Linked DNA regions of Mus musculus: region 1 is linked to region 2. A link is a contact called in public HiChIP or PLAC-seq data. All regions are on one chromosome and are shown on one strand. Each heading gives the region's core, a stretch centred on a gene start, on an enhancer-like site or on the middle of the called end of the contact. The rest is flanking DNA. Distances are from core to core; before and after follow the strand shown. Region 1 has its middle 15 kb from the start of 4930526I15Rik. Region 2 overlaps Gm51701 (a long non-coding RNA gene).

Evidence for each region. HiChIP or PLAC-seq counts read pairs in DNA pulled down with a chosen protein or histone mark.
Region 1: a contact with region 2 is called in an H3K4me3 HiChIP or PLAC-seq map of embryonic stem cells, with 4 times the contacts expected there. The contact joins two enhancer-like sites. A contact is called at or near these places in 7 of 115 datasets of contacts at active chromatin or transcription factors (T-cell acute lymphoblastic leukemia, embryonic stem cells and stem cell-derived neural progenitor cells).

What each region holds. Positions count from the first base shown.
Region 1 is chr9:124,404,705-124,412,266 of GRCm38.p6, forward strand. No RefSeq gene overlaps it. Among named protein-coding and RNA genes, the nearest start is that of 4930526I15Rik, 15 kb to the right of the region's middle. Within about 2 kb of position 4,082, at least 7 of the 459 cell types and tissues checked have an H3K27ac peak or open chromatin away from gene starts, as enhancers often do. A contact at or near this core is called in embryonic stem cells, where this site is marked.
Region 2 is chr9:123,925,570-123,933,136 of GRCm38.p6, forward strand. It overlaps Gm51701 (a long non-coding RNA gene), which reads left to right. Exons shown (of 2, transcript XR_003948284.1): 2 at 1,178-3,137. Among named protein-coding and RNA genes, the nearest start is that of Gm51701, 4.2 kb to the left of the region's middle. Within about 2 kb of position 3,557, at least 183 of the 459 cell types and tissues checked have an H3K27ac peak or open chromatin away from gene starts, as enhancers often do. A contact at or near this core is called in embryonic stem cells, where this site is marked.

The sequences.
Region 1 (7,562 bases), core at 2,832-5,331, 480 kb after region 2:
GATATGTCAGGTCCAAAGGAAACTCCATTTTTCCAAATTTCAAAATGCACCAGAGACAAATGGCCATCAATTGTGCTTGTTAGCATACCCAAGTGCATGGTCTTTCCAGCTACTCATCCTCCATATAAACCTGCTTATTTATTTATTTATTTATTTATTTATTTATTTATTTATTGTTTTTTCAAGCCAGGGCTTCTCTGTGTAGCCCTGGCTGTCCTGGAACTCACTCTGTAGACCAGGCTGGTCTCAAACTCAGAAATTCGCCTGCCTCTACATCCCATATGCTGGGATTAAAGGCATGCACCACCACTGCCCAGCTAAACCTGCTCTTTCAAGTATGCCCTTTCCCAGTCTCCCTCTTCCCTCTCTCTCTCTGCTCTCTGGCACTCTTCTTCTATGTTCTTTTATCTCTCTGCTTCTGCTTCTCTCATGGTCATGTTGGCCATGTCCAATTTTCTTCTTTCTCTCTAAGTTCTGGAATATTCCAGATGTCTCTGGCTGTTTTCTCATAGTTACAGTAAAAAACTTTCTCTTTACCATATCATGGAATAGTCAAGGCATCAGAGAGGGAGAGAGAGAGAGAGAGAGAGAGAGAGAGAGAGAGAGAGAACACTGAACCCATGGAAATAGAAAAAAAAAACAATCTCAGGTTCAAGTCCCTGCTTCCATCAGTGACTGCCAGGTTAGCTGGCCCATGAACTTCTGGGAATTCTCTTGTCTTTCCTATTATTACCAGGGTAGGAGTATTCAAAGTACAATGAGCTCCCAAGCTCAGTTTTTACATGAGTCCTGAGGTTTCACACTTGGCTGGCAACAACTTTTTAACACCTAGTCATTAACCCTACCCCATTACTGGGATTCTTGAATTCTATCTATAGTGATAGATACAGAAATCAGTGGCACTGTGGTTTTCATTTTTCTAATGATGGTGGGTATATTTTCATATGCTTGACTTATATCTGTGTATATTTTTTGATAAAGTATCTGTTCAAAAAATGTTTTTGAGACCAGGTCTTACTATGTAACCCTAGCTGGCCTAGAACATGGTATGTAGACTAGGCTGGCCTTGGACTCAAAGAGATCAGTCTTCCCTGTCTTCCCAATGTCTGGCATTAAAATTATATGCCACCACACCTTGGTAAAATTTTTTTACTTAGTTTTAAATGTGAGTTTTTTAAAATTAGGTTTTGAGAATACTTGATTTAATCTGTATATAATTTTTAATTGAAAATCATGCTTAATTTGCAAATAATTTCCTCTTTGTCTTTTCATTTTCTTAACTATTTTCAAATCAAAATATAATTGCATCCCTTCATTTTTTACTCTTTAATCTATTTAGCATACCCCTTCCTCTGCTACCTTTTGAAATCATGGCCTCTTATTATTTTAATTGTTATAAGCTGTATATGATTAAATATCTAGATACTTCCTATTGATTCTGTTTAGTGCTGCCTCCAAGGCAAATGCAATTGTGCACAGAGAACATAAACAACAACAATAACAACAAAACAACAACAACAGAAACACTGTCACACCTGTACATTTGTGAGATAGACTGGGCACCCCAGAAATCTTGCTCATTGTGGGTCTTCACAGCATCTCCTGACTGAAAAGTGGTCCACACCCAGCTGATAATGTCAGAGCTACTAGGGCACCAGACAAGAACTTCACAGCAAGATATCTGGAGGGCACAGAAGTCAATGAACTTCTCCACACACAATTTCAATTTCACATAGCTTAGAGATGCCATAAACTACTAAGGAATAAGATATGTCATCACCTGCCAAGGTTCCATGTAAATGGACCTTGAGAGATGTCACAAATGCTGTGGCGGGCCACCGAGTTAGCTCCTTTGGTAAAGGTGCTTGCCATCAAGCCTGATGACCTGAATTCAATTCCTGGGACCAACACATGGAAGGAGAAAACTGACTCCAGAAAATTACTCTCTCTTATATATTAAATAAAAAATTAAATAAATTTCCCTAAAAGTAAATAAATACATGTGCAACGTGTAGATTATAGTGGTGAAGGAGGTATAGACAGACTTTCTAATGACCTGTAGGTCTTGACCCCTTGTGTGTGGTTGGTCAAACTACTTTTCACTGTATCAGATATCCAGTCTATCATATTACAATTCATAAAAATAGAAAATTGCTGTTATGAAATAGAAAGGGAAATCACCTTATGGTTGGGGGTCACCACAGCATGAAGAACTGCATGAGAGGACAGCAGCCTCAGGAAGGTGGAGAACACTGGTCTAGATCCTTAACCCAGGATTCAACATTCTAGAATCACCTGGCATCTGTAATCATCACTGAGGACCTGTTCCCACCTTCAGCTGTCTCCTGAAATCAGTCAAGTGTTCTGAGTACCATTGGTGACTGTGACTCTTCCCATCATGCACCCCAAAACAAAAATGATGGTCCTCTCAGTAGACTCAAAGGGGGGGCAGAATATATTCCCAGGACTTTATAAACTAGAAAAACCCCCAAACAAAACAATAAAACAGTTCAAAACTGAAGCAGCTAAAACTCATGATGAAAGGAAAGATCATTTAAGATGATACCTTTGAGTTTTTACTCTGTGTGTGTGTGTGTGTGTGTGTGTGTGTGTGTGTGTGTGCATGTCTCCATGTCTATGAGTGGAGGTCAGAGGACAACTCAGGAGAGTCAGTTCTCTCCTTTAACAAGAGAACTCTGGTTCTTGGGTTCAGAAGCAGCAGCTTTTTTTTTTTTTGGTTGGGGGAGTAGGGGGTTGGCTGGAAGTGTGGCACTACAATGAAAACGCTAGAGCACACTGGACAGTGGACAGGGTGGAGTTCTAGTTCAGTGATGGAGCAGTTGTGTGACATGCTCAAGGACCCTGCTTGAGTTCCACATGCAGCCAGCCATGATTAACAAAACAAAATACATAAGACCGGTTTGATCAATACAAAATTGATATATAAACCTGACCATCTTCCCAATATGTGTATATATATATATATATATATATAATAATTACCGTGTATTTACATTGACCATCTAAGTCCATTTGAAGCTGTCCAGTTGATGTGTGAGACTAAGAATAGATCCTTGTTAGATCCCTGTACATTTTTTCCATATATTCACCTACAGAAGTTTAATCTATATATTAGGCATAGAAAATTATTAATAACTTATAAGATAACTTAAAATATAATTAATAATATAATAAAACAGAGTAACATTAATTATACACAGTAAAAGTTATTTAATAATATTGAGTTCTTTATTTTTGGGATTTATCACTTAACTTTTAAGATATTTATTACATTTATTTATCCATCTATAAATTGTGTGTACATGAGTGAATGAATTACAGGACAACTTGCAGGAGTAAATTTTTCCTTCCACCATGAACTCAGGTCTTCAAGGCTTGATGTCAAGTACAACCAGCTTAGTCTTCTCACTGCTGGCTCTTTCCACACTTAATATTTTCAAACAGCAGTTAACATTGGGTAGCTTAAGCCAGGGAAGGGAATATAGCCTTGGTATTTATAGTTAGAACTTGAAATTTAGCCACAAGGGTTGTACATACCTGTAGTCCTGGCACTTAAGAGGCAGATACATGACAAGCCTGAGTTCAGTGCCAGCCTGGACTACATGGGGGTTGTGGGGACAAAGACAGAGAGGCTGCCTCTAACCTCATTTATACACTCTTATTAAATGTGAGATAGTGATGGCATACATACAATAATAACCACACGCAAGGAGAATGAAGGGATGCATTCATACAACCAGAAACCTTGGAGATCCCTTATCTGGAGTTCCTCAGGAAGCCTATATCCAGATTCACTGCAACATCAACAATCTGTAGAATACCAGGTCTTGAGGGCTGAGATTCACACACCAATCTCCAATATCAATCATATCCTTCCTTTCTTTCACCAATCTCCCCCTCACCCCCTCCCAACCAATGAGAGGGAATGGCACATTGGCCAATCAAATAGCACCATAGACTTTTTCTACCCAGTCCCAGTTGCCATATATTAAGGACTGACCTGGAAGCCCTTGGGCAATGAGTCAGCGAATTTTGTCCTCTGCTTCTTTTCTCTTGTATGCTTTTATTTGCTTTGTTATTTGAGTAGGTGTGTGCCCTTCTTTTGTCTTACCCCTTTCCTCCCTCACATCTAGACCCACCAGGACCAGTTTGTATTCTCTGTTATGGTTATTTGGATTTACTTTAGCAGGGTAGCCAAGACTTGTAGCAGTACTTTAACTATTTTACCTTTTTTTTTTTTTTAAAGGAGAAAAATTCATTAATTGTCAAAATCCTCCAATACTTGCTCCAGTTGGATCTATAGACAATCCTTCCGACTGTATCTGGCTTTTTCCGACTTTGAAGTAAGTAAACTGACCACAAGAGATTGTTGGGTGGGCTAGAGACTTCAGAGGAGCAGATACTCCAGAGGCCTCCCAGATACAAAAAGAAAATAAATAACGTGTAGGCATCGTGAGGGTTGGATATCTGAGACTGTAGAGGGTAGAGATATATTTATATATTTATGTTTATATTCATGGGTGTGAGGCTGAGAAATAACACACAGAGAAGCAGACATGTATGGACACACCCAGTATTTGGGTCTAAGCCTTTCACTTGAGTTCATCCTTTAAAGACTCACATTATTTTTCCCCTTAGCTATTTGGTGAAGTTGTGGAGCTGAAACAGGTGATGGATGTTGAGCTAGATAATTACTCCTGATGGATATGCATGTAAACATCTGTTGTAAACTTCTATTTCAATTTATGATTTGATTTTCTGTGTGAACTTGTGATGGGCAAGGTTGCTTAGATATTATTAAAAATTGTCTTTACAGTTGGCTGGAGTGTTGAGTTGTAGACCCTGATTGAAACAAATATGTCAAAGTCCTGACCTCGAATACCCAAAGGTGGCAAAAAGAGATTGTAGATTCAATCTTTCTAAGGGTGACCATGTAGAGACTGGAACACCAGGAAAATGTAATGTGGTAACCAAGGCAGATACTGGAGTTAAGTAGTTGCAAGGGAAAGACAACCAAGATTTTCAGCAAAGCAGGGGCTCAGAAGGGGAAGGTCAGGGCTTCTCGGAGGGAGGGTAAAGCTGGTGACCCCTGCCTGGAAAGGGGGAGGCAATACGATTCTTAATGATTTTGATGTTATTGAAGTTGGTTGGTTTTTTGAAGCAGAGTCTTAATGTGGGCCTGCTGAAAAATCACTGTTTACACAGATGACCTTAAACTAGTAATCCACCTGCCTTCACCACCCAGATTCTAGTATTGCAGGTTGTCAGGAGCCATAATGGGACAAGCTAATAACCAGCAGGTGATCATCCTGAAATGGCCTGCTTCAGATTATTATATAATCTGTGGCAGGTGTGCCCTTATTTATCAAGGCTGTAAGGGATTCATTTTAGAAAAGATTCCTGCTATTAATATGCTTTCCTGTTATTTTAAACATATATAATAATCACTAAGTAATAACACACCCCTTTGGAGTGGGTAGATAAATAAATGACAAGTCTTTATGATGATCCTATAAGAATTCCTAAAATTATATCAGTGATTATTAAGCTCATTAATAGTAGGACTGCTATTGGGTCCTTTTCTGATAGTCAAAACTGGATGAGAACTCTGCCAGTCTTCCAAGTGTCACCAGTTAATTGCTCTTAGTAACCAGACTTTCTTCTACTCAGAGCACATTCCAAGAGGTTGTAAAACAATTAACCAAAGGTTATAAAAAGGGAACTAATGATTTATTATAGGTGCTAGGACAGAAGATAAAATATTGGCTGGGTTTATCTATATAAAACTTCGCTAATAACTTAGTTATGGTTTTAAACCTTCAGTGAACCTGTGGAGCTGAGACAGGTGATGGATGTTTAGCTAGATAATTACTCCTAATAGATATGCATGTAAACATTCTCTGTTGTAAACTTCTATTTCAATTTATGATTTGATTTTCTGTGTGAACTTGTGATGAACTTTGTAAAATGTGATCATGTATTCTGAAAAATGTTTAAGGACTGAGGACAAAGAGAGGAGTTAGAACTGAGGGACTGAGGTGAGAGGAATGGAGGTGAAAAGAACTGAGCTGAGAGAGGAACTGAATTGAGGAGAAGTTTTTAGACAGAACACTTTTTAGATTAGAAGGAGAATGTAGAGTGGAATAACTTAGAAACTATAGGTAACATAAAATACTAAGAGAGCAATATGCAGAATGCAGAGGGTAAGAGGAAAAAAGAAGATGCTGCAGAGAGCAGAAGGAGCAGGCAGGCTTCTCCTTACCATGGGACAGAACAGGTCCCATGGTAAGGACAAGGCAGGCTTAGTCTTATTAAAAGAAACAAAGCTTTTTTTTTTTTCTTACAAACATGGGTTTAATTCATTTAGCATTAAAAGGGTAGAAGCCTTTTCTTTCTCTATGTAATAAAGATTGGAGCTCCTTTTTTGTCCAGAATGAGAGAGTTCTTTCTACACTGGTGCTTGGTCTTTTGCTCCACATGTATATGTAAGTATGGATGTGTAAGTATGTAATTGTGAGAATGTATCATGTGTGTGTGTAAGTATGTAATTGTGAGAATGCATGCAAGCTGGGCCCAACAGAGTTTGAATGAAAATGTTAAATGAGCATGAATGAAGCTGAATATGAATCTATGTTAGATTATGCATGTTCACTTATGTAAAAGTTTTTCCTTCTGTGTTATTCTCTTCTGCTGGTTCAATAGAAGTTTATTGCTCCAAACATCCTCCTATCCCAAAAGCAAGTGGCATCTGGAGAATAGGGGAAAGGCTCTAGCAATTAATCCTTTACTTAATCTCCTGCTGTTTTAGGATGAGGTGCTAAGTGCCAGAAACTGCAGTTTCTGGCCTCAGAGGATCACAGAAGGCAGGTCAGCTACAACAGCATAGTAACTTAGACTTAGTTAAGTAAACTTTTTATTATACAGCAACCCTAAATTTCTTGTAAGACAAAGTCTTACCCTCAGCCTACGCTCTTCCCCCTCCACTGCCTCAAGAACTGACAAGAAAGAAGAAACCCCCTCCAGGGCTGGCCTCCAGCAGCAGGTGTGCATGACCACATCTGATTTTCTGTGTTGCTAGGGATAAAACCCAGAGCTCTGTATATACTAAGCAAGCATGCTACTGGTCAACACATTTGTTGTTGACTGACTGAATTTGTGTCATTTTAAACCACTTACTTTATGTCATTTTATAACAGAGACCCCTGCAAATTATCCTGTAATCTTTACCATAATTAAGGGTTTATGTTCTAAAAATAAAAATACTAGTTTTCAGAGCCACACTATATCAAAGTCAGGAAATTAACAATAGCAGAATACTGTTGCCTAGCATAAAAAGTTTAATTTAATGTTTATCCTGGTGTGATGACTCATGCCCTTGATCCCAGGACCAAAATTAGATAAAATAATAGTGGAAAAAAGAGAGTCAAATCAGTAGATTCTGTGAGAAGTTCCAAAAGATCTAATTAAAAAGAAATATAAATATTTTAAAATAGTAAAACCCATCTCAGCGCTCAGGAGACAGAAGCAGGCTCTGTGAGTTT
Region 2 (7,567 bases), core at 2,307-4,806:
GGTGAAGGGGTCGCGCTTTAAATCAGGGAGCACAGGCGCGGGGAGTGACTGTCTGAGGCAGGGGGTTGATGCTGAGTGATTGTTTGAGGCGGGGGAATGACTGTGAGTGAGTTTCCGAGGCAGGGAGATGACCTGGATTGAATGTGTGAGGCAGGGGGATGACGCTGAGTGACTGTGTGAGGCAGGGGGATGACTGTGAGTGAGTATCTGAGGCAGGGGGATGACCTGGATTGAACGTGTGAGGCAGGGGTAGGACGCTGTATGACTGTGTGAGGCAGCGCATGAATGTGAGTGATTTTCTGAGGCAGAGGGATAACTGTGTTTGAGTCTCTGAGGCAGGGGAATGATGCTGATTGAATGCGAGAGGCAGGGGCATGAAAATGAGGCAGGGGATGAAGCTGAGTGAATGTATGAGGCAGGGGTTTAACTGTGAGTGAGTTTCTGAGGCAGGGGGATGACTGTTAGTGTGTTTCTGAGGCAGGGGGATGACCCTGAGTGAGTGTGTGAGGCAGGTGGATGGCACTGATTGTGTGTGTGAGGCAGGGGGATGACTGTGAGTGAATTTCTGAGGCAGGGGAATGACTGTGAGTGATTTTCTGAGGCAGGGGGATGACCATGAGTGAGTGTGTGTGAATAAAATAATAAAATAAATAAAATGCAAACACAACACCAGGGCAGGCGGCCCAGTGTGGGTGTCACAGCTGTTTTTGCTCTTTGGAGTCTTTTGTTTATTCCTGCAATTTCCGTTTTTCCCACCAGAGGGAGACTGTCGCTTTTTTAAAGGACAATTCCTTCCTTTTCGCATGTCAGGCACACAGCTCTGAGAGTTGTTGTACCTTGTTAGTCGGTTGATCTTAACTACAGTGTGTTTAAGTACAAACTACACACCAGGTTTTGAAGATAGTAGAATAAAAATGCAGACCGTCCTTTTAGTCTATATAATAAACTAGTTACATGTTAACATATGTTAGGTATGTTAAATATAGCATTAATTTAACTTATTCCCCACATCGACTCCCCTCCCCTCATCGCTCAGAGATTGAACCCTGGGCCTTGCGTATACTTGCAAATACTCTACCATCGAGTTACACCCTTTATCTATTTTAGATGTTTAACGACAGTGTGTCTAGAAAAGGATTTAAAAGTACATATGTGACTGATTTAATATTTCTATCAGATAGTGGCTCTTCCCAGTGTCAAACCCCAAAGTAACTCTGAAGACCATCAAGGATCCAAGGCATCCGTTTGAAGAGGAGCAGGTGGAGAGGAGACTGTGGTGGAGACCGGCCAGCAACACAACCCCACTTAACCCACAATGGGCTCTGGAGTTTTCTTTACTGACACCTTGCGTGTCATTTCTTCCTCTTTGGTGCTGGAATTCTCGGGTTCCACAGAAGGCTCCGGGCTTATATTATTTCACTTGATCAGCAAGGTTCACCATCCCAGGTCTCTCTTGACCTTGAAGACTGGCAGTGGGCTACTTAGAACTTTTGGCTTCCTTTTTTTGTTTGTTTGTTTTTTGTTTTTCGAGACAGGGTTTCTCTGTGTAGTCCTGGCTGTCCTGGAACTCACTCTGTAGACCAGGCTGGCCTCGAACTCAGAAATCCGCCTGCCTCTGCCTGGGTGCTGGGACCAAAGGCGTGCGTCACCACGCCCCGGCGATGTGGCTTTCTTTTCTAAAACCCTTTGACTCGCTCAATTCACTTGTGCCTGGGGATTATAGTGACTCTTAACGGAATGTGTTCAAGGATGAAAAGACAGAACCAGTAGGACTGGCTGGTTGTTACTCAGTAGCCATCACATTCTGCTTCCTCCCGAGAGCTCAAATAGCCTGTAGCCCCGCCTGTGCAGGGGTGATTGACATTCATATGACCAGTGAGTAACTGGATATCGTGTGCATTTCAAAAGCTCCCTTAGCACCTATTCAAGAGTAACCTCGCGAATCAACAACGGGGGACCTGTGAGGCAAGGTCAGAGTTGTAGGCAGTGATCCTCGGTGCGAGGCCGGCCCCACAGCCCTCGTTGGGCACAGCTGGCAGCACTGTAGCTGTGAGAGTCAGTGGTCATTTCACGTGTGGCGCCAGTGGAGGTCCAGTGGCACAGGGACTTGAGTCAATTATTTTGTTTAGGTGGAGAGAACCGTGCATGTGGAGGCAGATGTTTCCCCAAGCAAGGGAAAACAGAATCTGGGTCACTTCTGTTCTCAGAGATTGCCAGTGAGAGGAGCTGAGCTGGTGGCCCATCCATCTTGCTTGGGAATGGCTTCAGTGTCCCCCAACCTGACCTCTCTCATCTGCAGTCAATTGAAGAACTGGTGAACGATCAGCCTTTGCTCTGGGGTCCCACTGTGCGTCCTCTGTTGCTGTCTCTGAGCTTACTTTTCATTTGCATGATGAGCATATTACATATAAATAGTAAAAATCACCATGGGACATCAGGACTTAAACAGGAAGCATGTATTGTGTCATACAGTCTTGTGTGTTGGGAATTTGAGACATCTTAGTGGGGTCGTTTCACTACAGTCTCTCTCGGACGAGGGAGAACGTCTACTCCGTCATTAGGAGATTTGGCTGGAGGTGGGGCTTAATTGCTTTCAGGTGTTCATGCCTCCGGCTGCTCGCAGAGACCTCACTTCCTCATCTCACGAGTCTCTCCACTACTGCCTCAGAGTCCTGTGACATGACCGCAAGCAACAGCAATGCGTGACAGCAAGACAGTAAACTTCTTTCTATACTCTAAGGTCAGCCTGACTCAAGGAAATGACTACCAGGAAGTCTAAGCTACCGTGGACCATCATGAACGCTATGAACACAGTGGACTAATATCAGTTCTGTTCATTGAATCCCAATGTTTTTCATTTGTTTGTTTTGAGACAGGGTGTCCTAGGCTGGCTTCAAACCGCTACTGCTCCCTGAGTGCTGGAACTAAACCACATTTGGTTTGTGCAGTGCTGAGGATGGAACTCGGGGCTCTGCTGGTAATAGACAAGCACTCTACCAACCGAATTACATCAACAGTCCCATTGTGAGGCTTTGTGTACATACTCTGTGTTAGACTCCCCCCTCCCCCCACTATGACACATAGTGAAATGTGTTCTGAGAGGAACAAATTAAAGAGAGAATTTGTTTTGGGTCACAGTTTCAGATGCTTAGTTCCTGACCCTTTGCCGTGTTTCTAGATCTTCAGTGAGGTGGAACACCGTGGTGGCAGGAGTATACGGCAGATACTGTTCACCCCATAGTGGCCAGAAGTCAAAGAAGGAGACAGGAAGGACACAAAGGGGAAGGGGTAAAAGATACATCCTTCAGGGGCACACCCTAAACGACCTGCTTCTCTTATCTGGATCCCACTTCCTGTTTTGGCTGTCTCCTAAGAATGCTCTCATATTACGAATCTACCAAGGAAGGAGTCCAGGATCTGAAGGTTCCAATTCCTTCTCAAATGCCCATTGTCTCGACACCTAAGATTCTGTAGTGTCTGTTTGTGGAAGGCATTTCGTATTCAAACCTTAAAGCCACTGCAGAGCAAACCCACAGTCAGAGGGTGTGGTTGCTAAAAACAGCCGCTAAGGGGACTGCTGGAGCTGGGCTCTGAGGAGGAAGTACCACAAAGGGCTCAGGGACAGACAACTAAGAAGTTTCGAAGCTAGTGTCTTCTAGCTTTCTCTGCTGTTTCCATGTGAACAAATTACGATGACTTAGGAAATCTTTCCATCGCACTTGAGTGCACACCAAAGGCTGGTTTTGATAATTCGTTAGTGTTCTCTCTAAATTTCAGGCATTCTAGAAGGTGTGGTCCAAGACGGAGACTGACACGTATTAGCACGGAGCTCCGAGACTCCAAAGGGATTGAGTGCACTTTGTGACTGTCAACAGGTTCCATTATCAAGACTTTGCAAGACTCCATGTAATTTCTCAAATCTTGTATTGATTCCTTAAAATAGTCACACAGAGGAAGTTTTATGAATTTTTGATGTTTTTGTAATGATAAAGTACTTTTTAAAAATAGAAAATGGGGTTTCTTTTTTGTAGCCCTGGACATCTGGAACTTACTATGTATATCAGGCTAGAATATGCATAAAATTTGATTTTGAGTTTTTCCTGGTTAATTTTTGCATACTCCTCTATAGTAATGTACTGATTATCCCAGCTGTGTAGTAAATTACTCCACATAATAGATATAATAGCACCCATTCTATTCTAATTATGGTTTTATAGAATAGGATTCAGGAAAGCTGGGCTGTTCACCTGTGGGATTTCCCCCTCTTTTCTGTCCTTGCGTCCCCTTTCCTTTTCTTCCCTTCCTGCCCTTTCTTTCCTTCCTTCCTTCCTTCTTTCTTTCTTTCTCTCTCTCTCTCTCTCTCTCTTTCTCTCTTTCTCTTTCTCTCTTCCTGGCAAAAGCCTTACCATCTCCCTGCACAAGTATGCTCCTGCCAAGTTCATCCATCTGTGGGTTTTCTTACACGGTAACAGTAGAATGTCAACTGAATCATCATTATCTGCCAGCCAGAGTGAATTAGATGTCCAAATTGGCGTACTTCCAGGCTACCAGGGACCTTTGTCAGAAAGACTATCATTAAGAAAACAAATAACAACAGATGCTGGTGAAAAGGTGGGGGAAAGAGAGTTGTATACATTTTTAGTGGGAGTGTTATCATTAAGAAAACAGCAGATGACCCAGAGGCTCACCCACCATGAGCCACTATGATATACAAATATGTAGCGTAAAGATGGGAAAGAAAGAGACTTGGAATGGTTTGAGCGGTATGAAGAGAGGCAGAACTGGAGATGTGAGGGTGGAGCGGAATAACCTAATGTGTGTAGCCTGTTTTGCTACCTGAGGCCATGATAAAGCCCTGGCCTATGATACTGCTGCTGAGGGCCATGTCTAGGTCCATGACCAGGTAGCAGCAGGGGTCTCTGTTGATTTCTGTGGTTCATTTTACAACCAAAGTCTATGCAGAGGACCCTGGTCTGTCTGCTGCCTGGGACCATGCTGATAATAAAAGGGCTATGAAGAGATGGCCTCACTTGTTGCAGCATTTGGGATACCAGGCCCCGAATCATGCCTAGGCAGCATAGTAGAACTAGCCCTGGTGGCAGGGGCTTGAGTGAGCTGCTTGGAGAGTGTGTGGGCACAGGAGAGATGTTCCCACCTCAGGCAGATTGAAGAGCTGTCTCTGGGGTCACGACAGTGGGATAGCTGGCCCCACCCCTCTCTGGCTACAGCACTCAGGAGAGTGGGCTTTGTACCTCACCTGGGCAGCATAGTAGAGTTGGCTCTAGTGCCACGGGTGAGGGCATGAGAGCAGTAGAGCTGGCCCTGCCCCTTGTCAGTTGTGGCATTGGGTGATATAGCCAGGGCAGTGCTGGAGAGTTCACTCTAGTGGTGAAGGTTTGGGAGAGCTAGAGGGCTGAGTTGGTACTCAGCTACTACCCAGATCCAGGGCTTTGAGTTGGCCCATCCCAACATCTACCCCATCTATGAACTGGTGGATAAAGGGATTGGTTGTACAGATCCAGAGCTGCAGGATCTCTGTGACACAGGGAACTAGAGGATATCTGAGAGGGAGTCCTGGTGAGGATCCGGTATTGATGGTGCAGCAGAAGTCAGAGTCGTCAAACAAGACCGATGACTCATTGCAATAAACATTTCCAAGTAAATATGTATGAACAAAATGGTATGCTGTGAGACACACTGTGACACACCACAACTTCCATGATATATATATTTTTTTATTTTCTTTTGGGGAGGTTGCAAGGGTGGATATGAAGGGACAGGGAGATGAGTGGGTTGGGGTGCATGATGTGAAATTCACAAAGAATCAATAAAAAGTTTTTAAAAAATAAACTAGAAGGAGGAGGAGGAGGAGGAGGAGGAGGAGGAGGAGGAGAAGGAGAAGGAGAAGAAGAAGAAGAAGAAGAAGAAGAAGAAGAAGAAGAAGAAGAAGAAGAAGAAGAAGAAGAAGAAGAAGAACTTAGTGAGGATGTGGGAGAAAGGGAACCCTTATGCATTTTTAGTGGGAATGTAAATTTGTCCAGACACTACAAAAATCAGCATGAAGGTTCCTCAGAAAGTCAAAAACAGAACTACTACATGACCCAGCTATTTCATTTCTGGGAATATTTTCAAAAGAGTCTGAGAAAAGATGACAGGCACCCCAAGTTTTAAACTCTCAGCATTTCCTCATGCTGGTTCTGTGTGCTACCAGCATGGGTGGAAGGCTGTTGGGCTTGGTTGGCTTCCTGTTTCTGTAATCTCCTTATCACTGTCATGAATGCTGTTTTCTTGTCTGTGGCTTGTGAAATCCCACCCCAGAGCTGAGGCTTACATCGATGGAAGTCCCTAGCAGCTTCTGTTCCAGATTAGGTTCCTCTGTTTCTAAGCCCTTGTTTTCCCTCCTGGACTCTCTTCTTTCTGTTCCTCTTGGAAACTGCTGATTCCCAGCACTCTGTAAGGATGGGCTCTTCCTTGAACTTTAAACCATTTTGCCTCACACTGTCCCAGTGACTTCCGACAGCTGACAGGACCTTTTGTTAAAAGCTGCTGATACTGTAAACTTTCAAGGCTACCTCCTACTTCTCAGTTTAGTCAGTGTGAGGGGCCCTTTCTGTTAACACTAGCAGATACCATTACTCACAGAAGGGCAAGGCCAGCTTTTGTTAGTGACTTCACTCTAGCTGCAACAGCTAGGTCAGACTGAATTATTCCTATAGGCTAGACATTGATGAGCAAGCAGGCACAAATCTGCACCCATCTGCAAGATGAGAAGAGAACCCTTACCCTGAACCAAACTTGCCATCCTTCCCCCCCCCCCCCCCCCGCCTCTGGAACTGTGGGAAATTAATGTCTGTGGTGGAGGCCACCAAGTCTATGGCACTTTGAAATAGGAGCCTGAGCTGGTGAAGATGTAGGTACACAGAGAGGAAGTCCTGAAAAATATGTGAATCTCTAAATTAATTTGTCTCTGAGTCCAGCTGCATCTTTAAAGTCTCTGCGGTTCGATGATGTAACCCATAAATTCCCTTTTTTTTGATCAAGTTGGTTTGAGTTGAGTTTCTGAAAAGTTTGTTTACTATCAGTAGTTGTTTTACAGGGCCGACTTTTCAGTCATTGCTGAAGTCCTGTTCTGTTGTCACTTTAGTCAAGAACCACAGTAATCCACACCCTGGCCTCTTTTCTCCTGATGCTGCCTGCCTGACATGTTGAGTCTTTACCCGAGGGCTGTCTAGGAGCACTAGTGTTCTGGTACCATCTGTTTCTGGCCTGGAAGATGCCCATTCTTAAGTTTAGCAGAGAGTCTATAGCTCTGAGCCTGCTGAGTACTGGCTCACGCATATTACAAATCTGATAAAGTCTCTTAAGTGATTGTGGATTTTTATTTTCAAACAGGTCCCCGATTTGATCAACTATTACCGGCCAAGGAGTATTGTTAGTCATATCCTTCAGAAACCATTTTTGCCTCCCAAAAGGATTTTTTTTTCTCGGCAACCTTCGTTCACGTGTCAGGTTCTGGCTTCGATTCCCAGATTATTCCACCGTGTGGGATACACTGGCTTTCTATTGC